Regions from separate parts of the Mus musculus genome. Here all the other regions are linked to region 1. Evidence: chromatin contacts called from public Hi-C, HiChIP or PLAC-seq and promoter capture Hi-C data. All regions are on one chromosome and are shown on one strand. Each heading gives the region's core, a stretch centred on a gene start, on an enhancer-like site or on the middle of the called end of the contact. The rest is flanking DNA. Distances are from core to core; before and after follow the strand shown. Region 1 holds the start of M6pr (mannose-6-phosphate receptor, cation dependent). Region 2 holds the start of Ccdc77 (coiled-coil domain containing 77). Region 3 holds the start of Atp6v1e1 (ATPase, H+ transporting, lysosomal V1 subunit E1). Region 4 holds the start of Pex26 (peroxisomal biogenesis factor 26). Region 5 holds the start of Tuba8 (tubulin, alpha 8).

Region 1 (2,762 bases), core at 90-2,589:
GCCATGAAGGCATTTGTGGTCAAACTTCTGATAAATACAGGCCCAAATAGAGAGCAGGATAAAACTGAAAGCTGGGCAGTTCCTATTTAGCATGGTCCAAAGAGATCCCCAGAGTGCAAGCACTTATAACTCTCAGACGCTGTAAAACAGGATCTTAGGCTCTTGAGAATTCCCCTTTCTTATTCTATAGAGACAGATCTAGTGGCAATGCTGAAACATTCTCTATAGGACGCCGAGTGACTAAGTTAGGGGTTGGGAAACTGCTGACCTCATTCAGCCCTGCACGCATTTTTCCACTCATGGCCGTTTTCCATTTTCTAATGGAGGGCTTTATTTTCTTCCTCCTGGTTCATTGCAGCCAACACGTTTAAGATCAGTCTCAACTGGCAGAAAGGCCCAATGTTTAAAGTGCCCCAAGGAGGTAGTTCTGTGCTTCAAAGTCTCCACAGAAACACAAGACACTCTTGTCACTCTTTTCCACACCATGCTAACAGACCTTCCTCGAACTTCTTCCAGGAGTCTGGAAATTCTCGCCTTCTATCTACTCAAAGTCATACCTTACCCCCAAATGACGCCATGACGCCACTTTACTCCCACGATACAGGTCAAAATTCTCTCTACAAGAATCCAGTTAACACTTCACACATGAGCACTTTCCTTTTCCAACCTTCAAAACATCTCAAATCCCTCTCTGATCTTGGAACTCCTCTTCCTCACTCCTAGAAGTCTGGCGTTCTCCGTTCTCATGCCTTTTGCCTCAAGTCCTCCCTAGGGCTCCCTAGCAGGATCTCCAGCCAGAACCACGGCCAAGCGAGAGTCCTGGTCCGCACCTCCTTCAGTACAGAGGTGTGCGAGGACCCCAGCCCGCTTCCTCCACGCCCCCAACACTCACGTGTCACGGGAAAACAGAGCAACCGCGGCTCAGAAGCCCCCAAGAATGTGTCTCTGAGGTTGGAAGACGCGTCCGGAGATCAGGGGTGCGGGGGCGCAGACCCCAGTCCCTCGATTCCTCTCTGAAGCCAGCGCTTCCCTAGGCGCCTCAATGCGCCCCGCTCCAGAAGCCGGAAACAGGAAGCAGCGAGAGCCTGCTGAGCAACTGCTCCTCCCACTAGACTCCGCGGCGTGTGACCGCAGAACCTTGGTTCCCTGGTCTCTCTTTTGGACGCTGATTGGTCAGCAGCCTAGTTCGCTGTTCCCCGGTCCCATCAACTCCAATCACTCGGAGATTGTCAAGATCAGTTTCTTCTTTTCGGGTCGCCTTTCTACCAATGAGGTTCGAGCTCCGCCTCCAGGGACTCTGGGCGGGCGCTCCTCATCCACGCGGGGTCATGCGCCAGGTGTCCCAATAGGTCTGAAGACAGTACGTGAGGGCGATCTGTGGAACTACAAAGAGTGTCGCTCCTTGGGCTTGCTGGGAGTTGTAGTTCCCTCGCCCGAAGCTCTCTGGGAGTTGTAGTTTCTAGGACTCTTCTGCTACCTTGGTGGCCTCTGTGAGGCGCTGTTTAGCCATCAGTCGGCTGGGCTCGCTTCTGGTTTGCAGTTGACTCTGCTACCCAGACAGTGGAATGTTATAGGTCCTGCCTGTCTTGATTTTCTTTGTTCAGAATTTTCTAATTCTTTCGGGACATAACTATTGTTACTGTTACCTGGGCAATGAATTTTCCTATTGTGGCATCTTGCTAGATAAGCATACTGTCAAAGGCATATATCAAAGGCGCCTGCCCTATGTGTGCCGGCCCTCTAGCCTGTACTTCAGTTTGGGGGGACCCGTGTCTTTGTGCCTTTGGTAAGGTCATTTGAAGACTCCTTGGATTTATTATCCACTTCTCAAGCCCTAGTTGTTCTTAGAGCTTGGTTTGAAACAATTGCGGCTTCCTGGATTCGCTCTCCAGGTTACTCATTTCTTCCTCTGAAGTTTCTTTTGGCTTTAGCTGCTCATGCCCCTTTTACTCTCACGTGCTTTTGCATGCACCTCCCTCACTCTGCTTAGATAGGGATTCATGTCAGAGGTAGAACTGTGCTTAAACTGCTAACACCGTAGTGTCCTATACTTTTTAAAAAAGTTAACTTAAAAGTTTTAATACATTTTAATTAAAGTATAATTACTTCCCCTTCTTCTGACTTTTTCCTTCTTCCATTTCTTTCGAAGGCCCCTTCACCCAGCTCTCCCCATGTCCCCCACTCAGACTGATGGTCTCATCTTCTTTAATTGTTATAGTTACAAATATTTGCATAGATACACTACAACCTGCTGAATCTGTTTATGTTTGTATGTACATGATTTCAAGGATGATCACTTTGTATGGCATAGCCTCACTTCTCTGTTAGCATATTGATATCGCCATTGTTTAGATCTTGTTTTTGCCACCATTTCTATGAGACTGTTTCACACCAGACATCCTGGTATTGCAGCTCTTACGGTTTTTCCAGCCCCCCTCTTTTTTTATGTGTCCTGAGTCATAGATGCAGGAGCTGTGATGTAGAGGTAGCCACTGTGGCTAGGCCCCTCACCACCTGCTGATCTCTGCACCGTGTCCTGTCATGGTTTTCTGTGATGGTCTGTAGTGAGAATTTTGGAATTTTGGCTTCTTTAACACAGAAAACAATTTTAAGAACATATTTCCATTTTGATCCCAGGTGTGGGATTTGGGGCTGCTTCAGATTGTCCACAACAGCTGGCTATGATATTTGCCTTGTGCTCTGACAGGGGACGTGGTTTTTGCTAGTCCCTGCTAGAGCACAAGGCAAATATGTTTGATAGT
Region 2 (2,762 bases), core at 116-2,615, 2.0 Mb after region 1:
CAACTTCAGTGGCTCACTGATAAGTGTACACAATTTTTTCAATATGATATTTCAAATATCATTGGTTTTCCTATTCATGTCATAGGAAAGGATAAAGAGAAAGTTTATAGTTTTTCCTTCTTTGTTATTCTATTTTGGTTAGTCCCTGGGAAATTCTTGGAGTCAGGCTTGGGTGAGAAGTATAGTTCAGTGGTAGAATACTTGTTTACCATTAAGTAACCATGATTCCTTTTTTGGTTTTGTTTTGTTTTGTTTTGTTTTGTTTTGTTTTGTTTTGTTGAGACAGGGTTTCTCTGTATAGCCCTGGCTATCCTGGAACTCACTTTGTAGACCAGGCTGGCCTCGAACTCAGAAATCTGAGGCCTGCCTCTGCCTCCCGAGTGCTGGGATTAAAGGCATGTGCCACCACGCCCGGCAGGACCATGATTCCTGAAGCCTTAGTTCAGTCGCAGGGTGAATCCAATGACTGAGCAAACAAGCAAAGAGCCATTAAAATGTGTTTGGAGTCAGAGGTGATGAGCTATAATACCTCTCTGTGTGTTTGTTTTGTTTGTTGTTTGTTTAAGGGTGTAGTTCTGCCCTAGAACTTGCTGTGTAGACCCAGCTGGCTGCCCCTGCCTCCCATACACTGGGCTTATGCCTGAGTCCCAGAATTTGAGGGTAGATGCAGGAGGATCTCTGAGGCTTCTACACAGCAAGATCCAAGCTAAACTGGATACATAGTGAGTCCTGGTTTGGTTCCTCACACCCATATGGTGGCTCACAACCATCCCTCTTTAATTACATCTAAGCTAAGGCATAGAAAACTCTGTCTCCTCCTCTCCTCTCCTCTCCTCTCCTCCCCTCCCCTCCCCTCCCCTCCCCTCCCCTCCCCTCCCCTCCCCTCCCCTCCCCTCAAACTCCTGATCCTTTTTATGTCCCTTCTCAGGAATTGGGATTACAGGCTTTTACAACTCCGTAGGATTTGTAGAACGTTTCTTAGGCTCACTTGAAACAAACTAAAGGCTCACTCGAAACAAATGATAATGTGTACTAAACTCTCCGAGGAGTTCTCGTGATTATGTATGTCATTTATGCAACAGGTTTCATTAAAGGAAAATAGTTAAGTGAGTTTAGACTGAGTTGTCAAAACGAGTTCTAACAGCCAAGGGATACTTACCTCCCCCCTCCACACGCATTCTGTCTTTGCGCAATGCTGTGTGCAGAAGAGAAACTACACTTCCCAGGAACCTCTGCCGGTGAGGCGCAAGGCAAGATGGGAAGTACTGCTGGGTGAACAACCGTCCTATTGGTGTGCAACCTAAAAGGCCGCCTGAGCTCGTGAGCGATTGGTAGGATTTTGTAGATGCTCGCTGATTTGAGTTGTTTTTCGGTTGCGTTGTTGGACGCCAGGGGTTAGCACTTGGTGAGTGTGGATTTCAGGGAAAGGGTGAAAGTTTTTTGGGGAGTAAATATGGTGGGATAAAAGCCTTAGTAATCAGTGCGGAAGGGAGCTACAGGAGACTAAACCTAGGGCCAGTCAAGGAAAGATTGTCTGTAAAAAGAGAAGTTTCCGGGACGCGGAGAGCTTTAAGAATGACTGAGCAAAGATCTGCTCAAGAACTGTATGAACTTGCCAGAGAACAGGATCCAGACGTCCTGAGATGGACGGAGTTCCGTCTCCGTCTTCCTCCCACTTGCTTAAGCTTCGATTTCCTCGTTTGAAAAATAAGGGATAATAAAAATACTTCAGAAAGTGGTTATGCGGGTAAATACGACTTTTTAGGGACGGGGTTGTGGCCAATATGTAGAGTGTTTGCTTAGCACGCCTGTGCCCTCAATTCGATCTCTTACACCTACAAAACAGAAACCCATCACCTTTTATATAAATAGAGGCATTCCTGCCTTGCAAGGTAGGATTAAGATGGCTTCTGTCTGCCTGGAAGATAGGTTATCATAGTAAAACTGCAAATACAGGCATTTATCAGTGAGGGGGGAAAAAAAGCTTTTAAATTTTTTTAATTATTCGTTTTTGTTTTTTGATTCGGGAATCTTACTCTGCAGCCCACGTGGGCTTGCAGTTCACTATATGTACCAGACTGGTCTCAAACTCTTGGCATTATACTCTTGTCTCGGTCTTCTGAGTGTTGGGAGTACAAGTACACAATCAGTTTATGGTTTTTCTGTTGTTTATTTGAGACAAGACCTTGCTCTGTTCCGGGCTTGCCTGGAATTCAACTCTGTACCCTAGGCTGCCCTCAATGTTGGGTGATCTTCCCAGTGCTAGCTTTTAATGACAGATGCCACTACAATTGGCTTTCTAGATCGTCTTGAATGGAAAAACTCAAGAAAGAGATGGAAGAAATAGTATTTAAGATGAATTTTACATGCAGAATACACTTGATTAAGTGAATTTACTAGAGTTGTGGAAGGAGTTATAATTGAACTGCCAGGAAGCTCATGAGCAAAGGCATAGAACCAAGAACATTATGTGCCTCTGGCGTGGTGTATAAGCTTTTAATCCCAGTGCTCGGGAGCCAGAGGCAGGCAATCTCTGTAAGTTTTAGACCAGCCTGGTTTACATAGTTCCAAGCCAGCCGTAGTGAGATCCTGTCCAAAAAAACAAACAAAAAAAACATTTTATAAAAACAGGGTATATCTGGGGAAAGAGATAAAAATAAGTCAGGGAAGAGAGGTTAGGCTCTAAAATAGAAAGTTCTGAATTCTAGGCTTTATTTAATGTTCGTGTCTGTAAGTAGCCACTTGTCAGCTTGTGATTTTTT
Region 3 (2,762 bases), core at 169-2,668, 1.5 Mb after region 1:
TCCCTGAACTGGAGTAACAGTTGTAAGCTGCCATAGGGGTGCTGAAGATTAAACTTGAGCCCTCTCGACGAGGGTGCTCTTAATCCCTGAGCCCTGTTTTTAGCCCTATGGCTTGGGTTTAAATAAAAACTATTATTTAATCTCTAGTCCAGGCAGGACTCAAATTTCCAGGCTTGATGTGGAACTTATGATTTTCCAGGGGCCATCTGAATGTGGGGATTGCAAGAATGCCTCGCCGCACACCAGCTCATGGATAGACCAACACTTTGCATGTGTTATGCAAGCATTCTGTCAACTGAGCTATGTCACAAGCAGTGAGTAGATCTTTATGTGTTTATTTGAGACAAAGTTTCTCTATGTAGCCCTGGCTATCCTGGAACTCACTGTTAACCAAGCCTGGTTTACTCACCCTGTAGACTCTGGCCTCTAACAAAGAGATCCACCTGTCTCTACCTCCTAAGGGCTGGGATTAAAGGCATGCCTCCCACGCAATGCTTTTATTTATTTATTTTATTTTATTACATTTTATTTTTGGTTTTGAGTGCTGAGTAAATTATGTAAACTGTTTACCGGGGTCTTAACCTGGTACGTGTCTGTAATCTTTTTTTTTTTAAGGTTTATTTATTTATTTTATGTGAATACACTGTCGTTGTCTTCAGACAGACCAGGAGAGGGCATGCGTGGGATACCATTAAGGAGGGATGTGAGCTACTTTGTGGTTACAGGCAGTGCTCTTAACCACTGAGCCATCTCTCCGGTCCCTTGTCCATAATCTTAACACTTAGCAGATGGAGGCAGGAAACTCAGGAGTTCAAACCTTTTGTTTGTAAACAAACAAACAACTCAACTGTTTTACTAAAACAACCGCTGAAGAAGTATAAATAATTCTGATTAAAGTCTGATACAAAAATCCCTAGTCGGGTGGTGGTGGAGCACATCTTTAATCCCAGCACTCGGGAGGCAGAGGCAGGAGGATGTCTGTGAGTTCAAGGCAGCTGGTCTATGAAGTCAGTTTCAAGACGGCCACATCTACACAGAGAAATCCTGTCTCGAAAAAGAGAAAAAAAAAAAAAGGAAGGAAGAAAAGAAACAAAGGAAGGAAGGAAGGAAGGAAGGAAGGAAGGAAGGAAGGAAGGAAGGAAGAGAAAAGGAGGGAGGGAGGGAAGGAGGGAGGGAATCCCTAAAGCTCTCTCAAGTCTCTGAAGTATTTTGTCCTTGCCAAGCAGTCACGAGTCAGTTTAAAAAAAAAAAAAAAAAAAGAGTCGCTCTGCGCATGCGCCTGGGAAAGGGCGGAGCCAAGGCAGAACTTCCGCGGGCACAGTTCTCGATCTATTGGTTGAGAAGGCTACGGCCCCTTGGTCACCAAGCCGGAACCGGAAGCGGGGTTTATAAAGTAAAGGAAGCTGGACCTCCCAGGGTTTTCGTCTCAGGTTTGCTCCGCCGCCACTTTGAACCCAGATTCGAAGCTGTCCCCTGGCCGGACTTTGCCTTCGCCATGGCGCTCAGCGATGCAGATGTACAGAAGCAGGTGAGGGCCAGGTTGGGTGTAGCGCAGCCGCAGTGCCGTCCGGAGGACAGTGTTGACGTTTGCTTTGCAGAGCAGGGTCTTCGGGTGGCCTGCGTTCATCGGGCGAGCCTGGCGGACCGCCGACACTCGGGCGCGGGTAGTGTGTGCCGGGATGGTTCGCAGACCCAGGGGAGTGAGAGGGCCTTGCACCGCATCTCACGTGACTGCTGGTCTCCTGCTTCCACTTGCCTGTCACAGAGCCCGCAGCTGACTGCCTCCCATCTCGCCAGCCCCCCTTTTTCTGGCGTTTCCACGCTTAATCCGGAAGAGTTTTGTGCAGAGGTTAAAAGTATTTTGTTTTTGTTTTCCCTGAAGCGCTATTTCACTATAGTACAGGAAAGAGACTGAGGGGAAAGAGCAGCTTGCGTTTCGTTTTGAGGATCTTCGTTATTTAAATCGGGGTTATTCATCTCCAGACGTAATCATGAACCTAAGGTGCACATTAATATTTGTCGAATGAGAAAGCCTTTTTATTTTACTTATTTATTTACTTATTTATTTTTATTTATATGAGTACACTGTCTTCAGACACACACCAGAAGAGGAATTGAACTCAGGACCTCTGGAAGAGCAGTCAGTGCTCTTAACCGCTGAGCCATCTCTCCAACCCGAGAAAGCCTCTTCTGATTGCACTCACAAGCCACAGAAATGAGTTAGAGTTTATGGAAAATAGTACTTAAATCATGAGTTCAGGTCAGGGTCTCCTGAAGCCCAGGCTGGTGTACAATCGTTTTAACTGAGAATGGGCTTGGCCTCTTGATTTTCTCTCTCTTTCTATTTCTTTCTCGATCTCTAATATACATTGGTGATTTGACTTGCTTGTATGTCTGAGTTGAGGGTGTCAGATCCTCTGGAGCAAGAGTTACAATTAAATGTGAGCTGCCATGTGGATGCCTGGAATTGAACCCTGGGCCCTTTGGAAGGTCAGCCAGTGCTCTTAATGGTAACCACTGAGCCCCCCCCCCCCTTTTGTTTGTTTGGTTTTGTTTTTCCAAGACAGTGTTTCTCTATGTAACTCTAGAACTTGTTCTGTAGAGTAGGCTGGCTTCTGACTCAACGAGATCCTCCTTCCTCTGCCTCCCGAGTGCTGGGATTACAAACACCACTACGACCCAGTGCTCTCTTGCTCCTTACGCCATTTCTCTTGAGTGCCGAGATGCCCAGTGTTTTGTACATAACCTGCATAAGGTTGTAT
Region 4 (2,762 bases), core at 98-2,597, 1.1 Mb after region 1:
TGACTACTCCCGCCATTAGCGTGGCCTCACACAGCTCTTAGGAAGGTTTACTCCACAGAGAAATGGTGCCCTCCAGCTGTCAGAGGAGGCCAATGCATTAGACAGAGCAATCTAAAGATAATTCACTCAGTCCTGCAACAGGACCAGAACAGTGTGCTTCTTGCCTTGACACCCCGCTCTACCCCCCATTTTCTATAACCTGCCAAGGCTAGGTTAAATAGGAGGTGTGTTCCCAAAGAAGGCTGCTACCTGCTTACTGAACCTCCTCACGACTGAACACTTAAAAGACATCTACCCTGTCCTGCACTGAAAAGGTGAGCCAAGAATTGACTGTGGCGTCCCTCCAAATTGTTGCATGATTTGACTTCATTGTACAGTCTCACGGGTGCAGGATGAGCAACCAGCCTCTCTCAAAGAGGATCCCTTAGGGAAAGCAAGGTGTGTGGTTGGCGCAGTCTCACAATGCCAGATATTCAGAGACCCGAGTTCCTCCCCAAAAGGATCCAGAACGGAACATAGCTCAGCACGTACGTGCCACTCACGGGCTCCTCCGCCAGGCTCTGCCAGGCTCGTTCGCAAGTCTCTAGTGCGGCATGGAAGTCCAGGTGCACCACCAACAGGTCGGACGCCTCTTCCAGCAGGTGCACCGCGGGGGACACAGCGGGGAGGGCGAGCGCGGGCTCGCTGCTCCGCAGAGGGCCCACGAGCCCTTTCAAAGGGGCTGCAGACGTCGAGGCGTCGCTCTTCATAGCCAGCCTGGGTTCGACCAGGTCTCCTCACACGTCAGGAGGACAGCTTCTCGGGAGCTTCCTGGAAATTCGGACTGGGCCTGGTAGATGTCCCGCAAGCCTCGCACTCTTCCCCTCCGCGCCTCTCCAGGTCTGTTCCTAAGGAAGGACCAGGAAGGAGCTGGACCCGGGCACAGCCTGCGCTCACTGACAGCCTAACCCTTGGGGCACTGGCCTGTTCAAGACTGTCTGTTCAAGACTAGTGCTGCCGAAGGCCCAGCACTAGTTCCTCCTGTCCCTGGACCGGTGCTAAAAGCACCGAAACTCCCAGAGTAGAGAGCGCGACAACAGAAGACCTGCACGGGGAACCCACGACGGTGGACACCTCCTCTCCACCCCTCTTAGCCACTACGACGCACGCGCACGCTGGAGCGAAGGATTCTGGGAGTTGTAGTCCTGGGCTCTTGGGTCTGTGAAGCTTCGGGGAACCTCTCGCGCCCAGAGACTGCCATCTTCCAGAGAGAACGCACTGGGTCGCCAGCTTTGGGGTGGAAAAGATGAGGAAGCTAAACCATTAGTGAAATGCCTTTGTCCTGAGAAATGTGATCCTTCCTTCGCTAACCGGAAGAGGACGAACGGAAGAAATTCCAGTTAGGAGGTGGAGCTACCTGCACCTTTATTATTAACCTCTGAAGGAGTCCGTTGAGAAGGGTCTGCTGGAAGCTTAGGGAAAAAAGAAAAAGAAAACTATGGAGCTGGCTATTTCCTCTTCCTGGGTTCGATGCTGCTATAAAGTGTGGCAGAATGGAAAGGCGCTTTCTGTCTGTTATTTCTTCATCTCTATGAGTTAAGGACTATTACTCTATTTACAGGTGACATAGGTCACACGACAAATAAGTCACAAAAACATTGTCAAACCAAAGAAAGCACTTTTTTTGGCTGAAAGGAGTGTCAGGGCAGAGGTAGATCTGATCTGTGCTTTGTATTAGGTAGGTGAACCATCAACACACAAGTGAGTTACATAAACTCCTGGATCCTGCATTGTTTATATAAATAAGGATGTCATAAAAACAAAGCCATGCACATGTCATGCAATTCTTCAAAACAGTACTGAACCAATGTAAGAACTGATGCTTTATAATATACAAAAAGTAAATACATTTAAATATGTATTTTTATGTGTTTATTTATATTGTTTGTGTTTCACAGGGCTTCTCTGTGTAGCCCTGGCTTTCCTGGAACTCACTCTGTAGACCAGGCTGGCCTTGAACTATGCCTCTGCCTCCCTAGTGCCGGGAATTAAAGGAGTGCAATACCACACCTGACTTCCTATTATATAATTTTACACAGACTCATAAATCACCAATTATCTGTGCTTCAGGCAGGATTTCCTATCTCTTCCACATTTATACTCAGTCTTCATGGTTTTACTTCGTCCAGTTCTCTACCTTCTGAACTCTCTCCCAAGTTTTCCTAGAATCCCTTGCTCCTTAGTGACTGGATAAGACAGCGAGGTGCTAGGCTAAGACCTGCTCACATCATATATGCCTTTCTTTTATCACTAACACCGACAGGACATGGCAGTCTTTAAATCTCTGCAGAAGGTCCTCACACAGCTGAGACAGAAATGTCAAGTCTGCTAAAGCCTGTGACTGTGTAAGGTGAAAGGGCCAGGATGTCACTTGTTTAAAAATATATATACTGTTTAATTCCCCCTCTCCCCCCCACTGGGGACTAGAGAGATGGCTCAGCAGCTAAGAGCATTTGTTTTTGCCAAGTACCTGGGTTCAATTCCCAACACCCACATAGCAGCTCACAACTATCTGTAACTCTAGATCCAGGGGATCCAGTGCTATGTCCACTCCAGTAGTGACTGGCTTGGCAGGCCTAAAAGCCTGGAAGCAGTCACAAGGCAAAGAGTTTCAAGGAAACTTAGCCTCCTGGAACCTTGGCATTCCCATAGCTAGAATGCCCCAGATTTGTCCCTGCAATATTGTGGAGGGTCTTGCATACTTTCTTACAGTATTTTACTGG
Region 5 (2,762 bases), core at 108-2,607, 1.1 Mb after region 1:
AAGATCCCAGGTGTGTCTGGAAGCATGCTTGGCGAGTGATAGGATAGGCTTAGAGGTAGGGCTGACAGGAGAGCCAGCGCCAGAAAGTCTTGGGCAATCTCCCAAATGAACAGCCAGAGGGGAGGAGGAGGGGTGGCAGGAGGAGGGGAAAAGGAGGGCGGAGGGGATGGGGGAGGGAGAAAAGAGGTGGGGAGGAGAGAAGGAAGGTTCTGGCCTGGCTGTTCTGTCACTGACACCAGAGCAAGTGGCTCAGAGAACCTGACCTTGGCCTGTGAGATACTCTTATTCTGCCCACCCCTCTCCACTCTAACCTTTCTGTCCCACTTCACTGCGGACACACCAGGGCTTCCTGGCGTGGGGGGAGGGGGGCGGGAGAGCAATGATTGAGGCCAACGTTAGTCCCCCGCAGGGGAGCTTCCCAGGGGCTTTGGCAGAGATGCTGTAAAGCTCGCTCTGAGGGGCTGTGAAGGTAGCAGCCGCTAGTGGAGACAGCAACTAATGAAGAAGAGTTGCTGCCTGGAAGCCAGAATAGAAAATAAAATGAAACGGCTTAGGTCCCCTGGTATCTGGGTCCCAAACTTCTGAGTCCCAAAGTCTTTTTGACTTTGACCGCCGGGAAAGGTGAGGAGCCTGCTCCAGCGCCAGGCGCTTGCGAAGCTGGTTTGGACCCAGCTGAAACTGAGGGTGCCCCAAACCCAAGCCGATGGCCGAGGAGCCAGCACTGGTGACAGGCACCTGGGAAACGTCTTGGGTCCATAACACCCAGCTCGAATTGAAGTTGCCCTAAACCCAAGCCGATAGCCGATGGCCGGGTGATGAGGGTGGAGAATGACCCCGGGAACGTGCCACTTTTGATTAGGTTTGGAGACTACTCCCCCAGGCCACCCAGGTCCAGACCACCTGTCCAGAATCCCTCGGCATCCCATTTCTTCTCACTCTGGTCCACGAGTGGCTACTCCCCCAGATTCTAACGTATCTCTCCACCGAGCTCTCCAGGTTCGCCCTCCTCTCTTTAGCGAGCGCAGATCGGTCTTAGGTCCCTTTAAGGATCCAATAGCCCCTGCTCTCTACATTCTCTACAAAATATTCTCACCCCTGGGAAACAAGACCCTTGACCCTGAACTGACCCACAGACCCTCCAGGAGACTTGGAGCCCAGTAGATCCAAAGCCACCCCACAGCTACCCCGTGGCCCCGCAGCTCTCTCCCCGGCACCTGCGCGCGTCCGGGGCCAGCCCGGGCGGGGAAGTCTCACCATCGTGGCCGCTCTCTTCGCCCGCTCGCCTCCCAGCTGGGCCTGCCCACCCCAACTGCTCCAGATACGGCCGCCTCCGCGGTTGTGACACACTGCGAGGGAGGGGGCCTGAGACAGACATGCTGGGCCAGCAGTTGCCCTGCAGCATCACAGTGCCCGCGGAGGGGAGGGACCTGGGTAGGTCACAATGGCACCTCCCCTCCCACCAGAGGCTCCCTAGTCCAGCCTGGCTGCTTCTCATGCCCGGAGCTGCCACTGAGCTCCTGAGCCTTGCAGTCCAGGAAGCAGTCCTGTGACCGCAACACACGTGTGCATACAAACCCCGCATCCACTCCGAGGCCACTGGAAAGCAGTGGAAAAATACTCCAAAACAAATGCTTGTTTCTCCCCCCAAATGTTCATAGTCGTCCTGCTGCCAACACTGGCTGGTGTGGTGGGAAGACACTAATCTGTTAGCCGGTCACCTCAGTCCAGGAGAGCCTGCAGGATCAGACCAGCCCGTGGTCAGAGCCCACGCTTCTGCTTCCACCACTGCCTGCCTGGTTACTGGAGAAGTCAGAAGATGGTATGCCTCTGCATCTGCATCTGCATCTGCTGCAAGCCCTCCATAGTAGATTCAGGGATTCAGCACTATTTTAAATACTCTCAGAATATCTCCATGATTCTCAAGTCTCTCCTCCTGACCCACTCCTACAAGAGCCTTTCCTACGTAATCCCCAAATGTGTCACTTTGCATGTACCCCAGAACATCAGGGTTCTCACTGCCTCTGCCCTGTTAGGACCTCCTCTTAGTGGCCACAGATGACACTGAAGAGCAAAGGATTTCTTCACCCTCCATCTAGTTGGGTGAGGATAGGGGCTCACCTAGCCTGTAACCCTGGCTGTCCTGGAACTTGCTTTGTAAACCAAGCTGGCCTGGAACTCACAGAGCTCCACCCACCTGCCTCTGCTTCCAAAGTGTGTGCTACCATGCTCAGCTTAAGAGCCTCTCTAGTTGCCCACATTACTAACAGGCTCCACAAGTCCCTTTGTCTCCAAGTCGGTTGGGGTTGGATGGTTCTTACACCTGAACTGCGACATGGAATTCCCTATCAAGGGCCACTTCATACTTAAGAGATATAACCCAGCTTTTCTTCCCTCCCTCTTTTCTCTGGCAACTTCCCACCACACAAGTCACTGTGGGAAGTTAAGAGTTCTTCAAGATGTAGGTGGAGCTGCTGTGGCCAGATGTTGGCTCTGTTTCCAAACATAGATGAAGACACACCTTTGCTTCTGTGCTCAGGAAGCAGCAGAGTAAAACTTATCTAGGTAGTAGTTTATTCTGTTGGCTCACCTTTCATGTATTTGTCTATGAGTTTCTTGAGGAGAGGATACATGTTTTAATCATCTTTGCATGTGAGAAAGTACTGAAAACACTTCCCACTGATACACGGCCTCCAAGCTGGAACTGCCTACCCCAAGGACTCCAGATAAACTGCCTCCACTGCTGTAACACACATGAAGAGTTC

Evidence for each region. Promoter capture Hi-C pulls out the DNA fragments that hold promoters and counts their contacts. Hi-C and Micro-C count contacts between places; a contact is called where the count stands out from the background. HiChIP or PLAC-seq counts read pairs in DNA pulled down with a chosen protein or histone mark.
Region 2: a promoter capture Hi-C map of pre-B cells shows a contact between it and region 1, with 4 times the contacts expected there. The contact joins the promoter of Ccdc77 here to the promoter of M6pr in region 1. A contact is called at or near these places in 1 of 39 promoter capture datasets (pre-B cells) and 1 of 9 other capture datasets (adipose tissue).
Region 3: a contact with region 1 is called in a Hi-C map of pro-B cells, with 4 times the contacts expected there. The contact joins the promoter of Atp6v1e1 here to the promoter of M6pr in region 1. A contact is called at or near these places in 1 of 39 promoter capture datasets (embryonic stem cells), 1 of 484 Hi-C or Micro-C datasets (pro-B cells) and 2 of 9 other capture datasets (adipose tissue and liver).
Region 4: a contact with region 1 is called in a promoter capture Hi-C map of 3T3-L1-derived adipocytes, with 8 times the contacts expected there. The contact joins the promoter of Pex26 here to the promoter of M6pr in region 1. A contact is called at or near these places in 8 of 39 promoter capture datasets (the 3T3-L1 cell line, 3T3-L1-derived adipocytes, the C10 cell line and 5 more), 16 of 484 Hi-C or Micro-C datasets (the AML12 cell line, B cells, CD4 T cells and 11 more), 13 of 115 datasets of contacts at active chromatin or transcription factors (astrocytes, bone marrow-derived dendritic cells, embryonic forebrain and 8 more) and 3 of 9 other capture datasets (adipose tissue, embryonic stem cells and liver).
Region 5: a contact with region 1 is called in an H3K4me3 HiChIP or PLAC-seq map of forebrain, with 6 times the contacts expected there. The contact joins the promoter of Tuba8 here to the promoter of M6pr in region 1. A contact is called at or near these places in 4 of 39 promoter capture datasets (embryonic stem cells, frontonasal cranial neural crest, hippocampal neurons and 1 more) and 5 of 115 datasets of contacts at active chromatin or transcription factors (differentiating embryonic stem cells, embryonic midbrain, embryonic stem cells and 2 more).

What each region holds. Positions count from the first base shown.
Region 1 is chr6:122,307,297-122,310,058 of GRCm38.p6, reverse strand. M6pr (mannose-6-phosphate receptor, cation dependent) reads right to left here and starts at 1,339. Exons shown (of 7, transcript NM_010749.7): 1 at 893-1,339.
Region 2 is chr6:120,355,970-120,358,731 of GRCm38.p6, reverse strand. Ccdc77 (coiled-coil domain containing 77) reads left to right here and starts at 1,365. Exons shown (of 12, transcript NM_001381936.1): 1 at 1,365-1,405.
Region 3 is chr6:120,821,354-120,824,115 of GRCm38.p6, reverse strand. It overlaps Atp6v1e1 (ATPase, H+ transporting, lysosomal V1 subunit E1), which reads left to right and starts at 1,418. Exons shown (of 9, transcript NM_007510.3): 1 at 1,418-1,528. The coding sequence starts at 1,496. Gm38889 (a long non-coding RNA gene) reads left to right here. Exons shown (of 3, transcript XR_869411.3): 3 at 200-308.
Region 4 is chr6:121,182,252-121,185,013 of GRCm38.p6, reverse strand. Pex26 (peroxisomal biogenesis factor 26) reads right to left here and starts at 1,347. Exons shown (of 5, transcript NM_028730.6): 1 at 532-1,347. The coding sequence starts at 749.
Region 5 is chr6:121,209,329-121,212,090 of GRCm38.p6, reverse strand. It overlaps Tuba8 (tubulin, alpha 8), which reads right to left and starts at 1,357. Exons shown (of 5, transcript NM_017379.2): 1 at 1,255-1,357. The coding sequence starts at 1,257.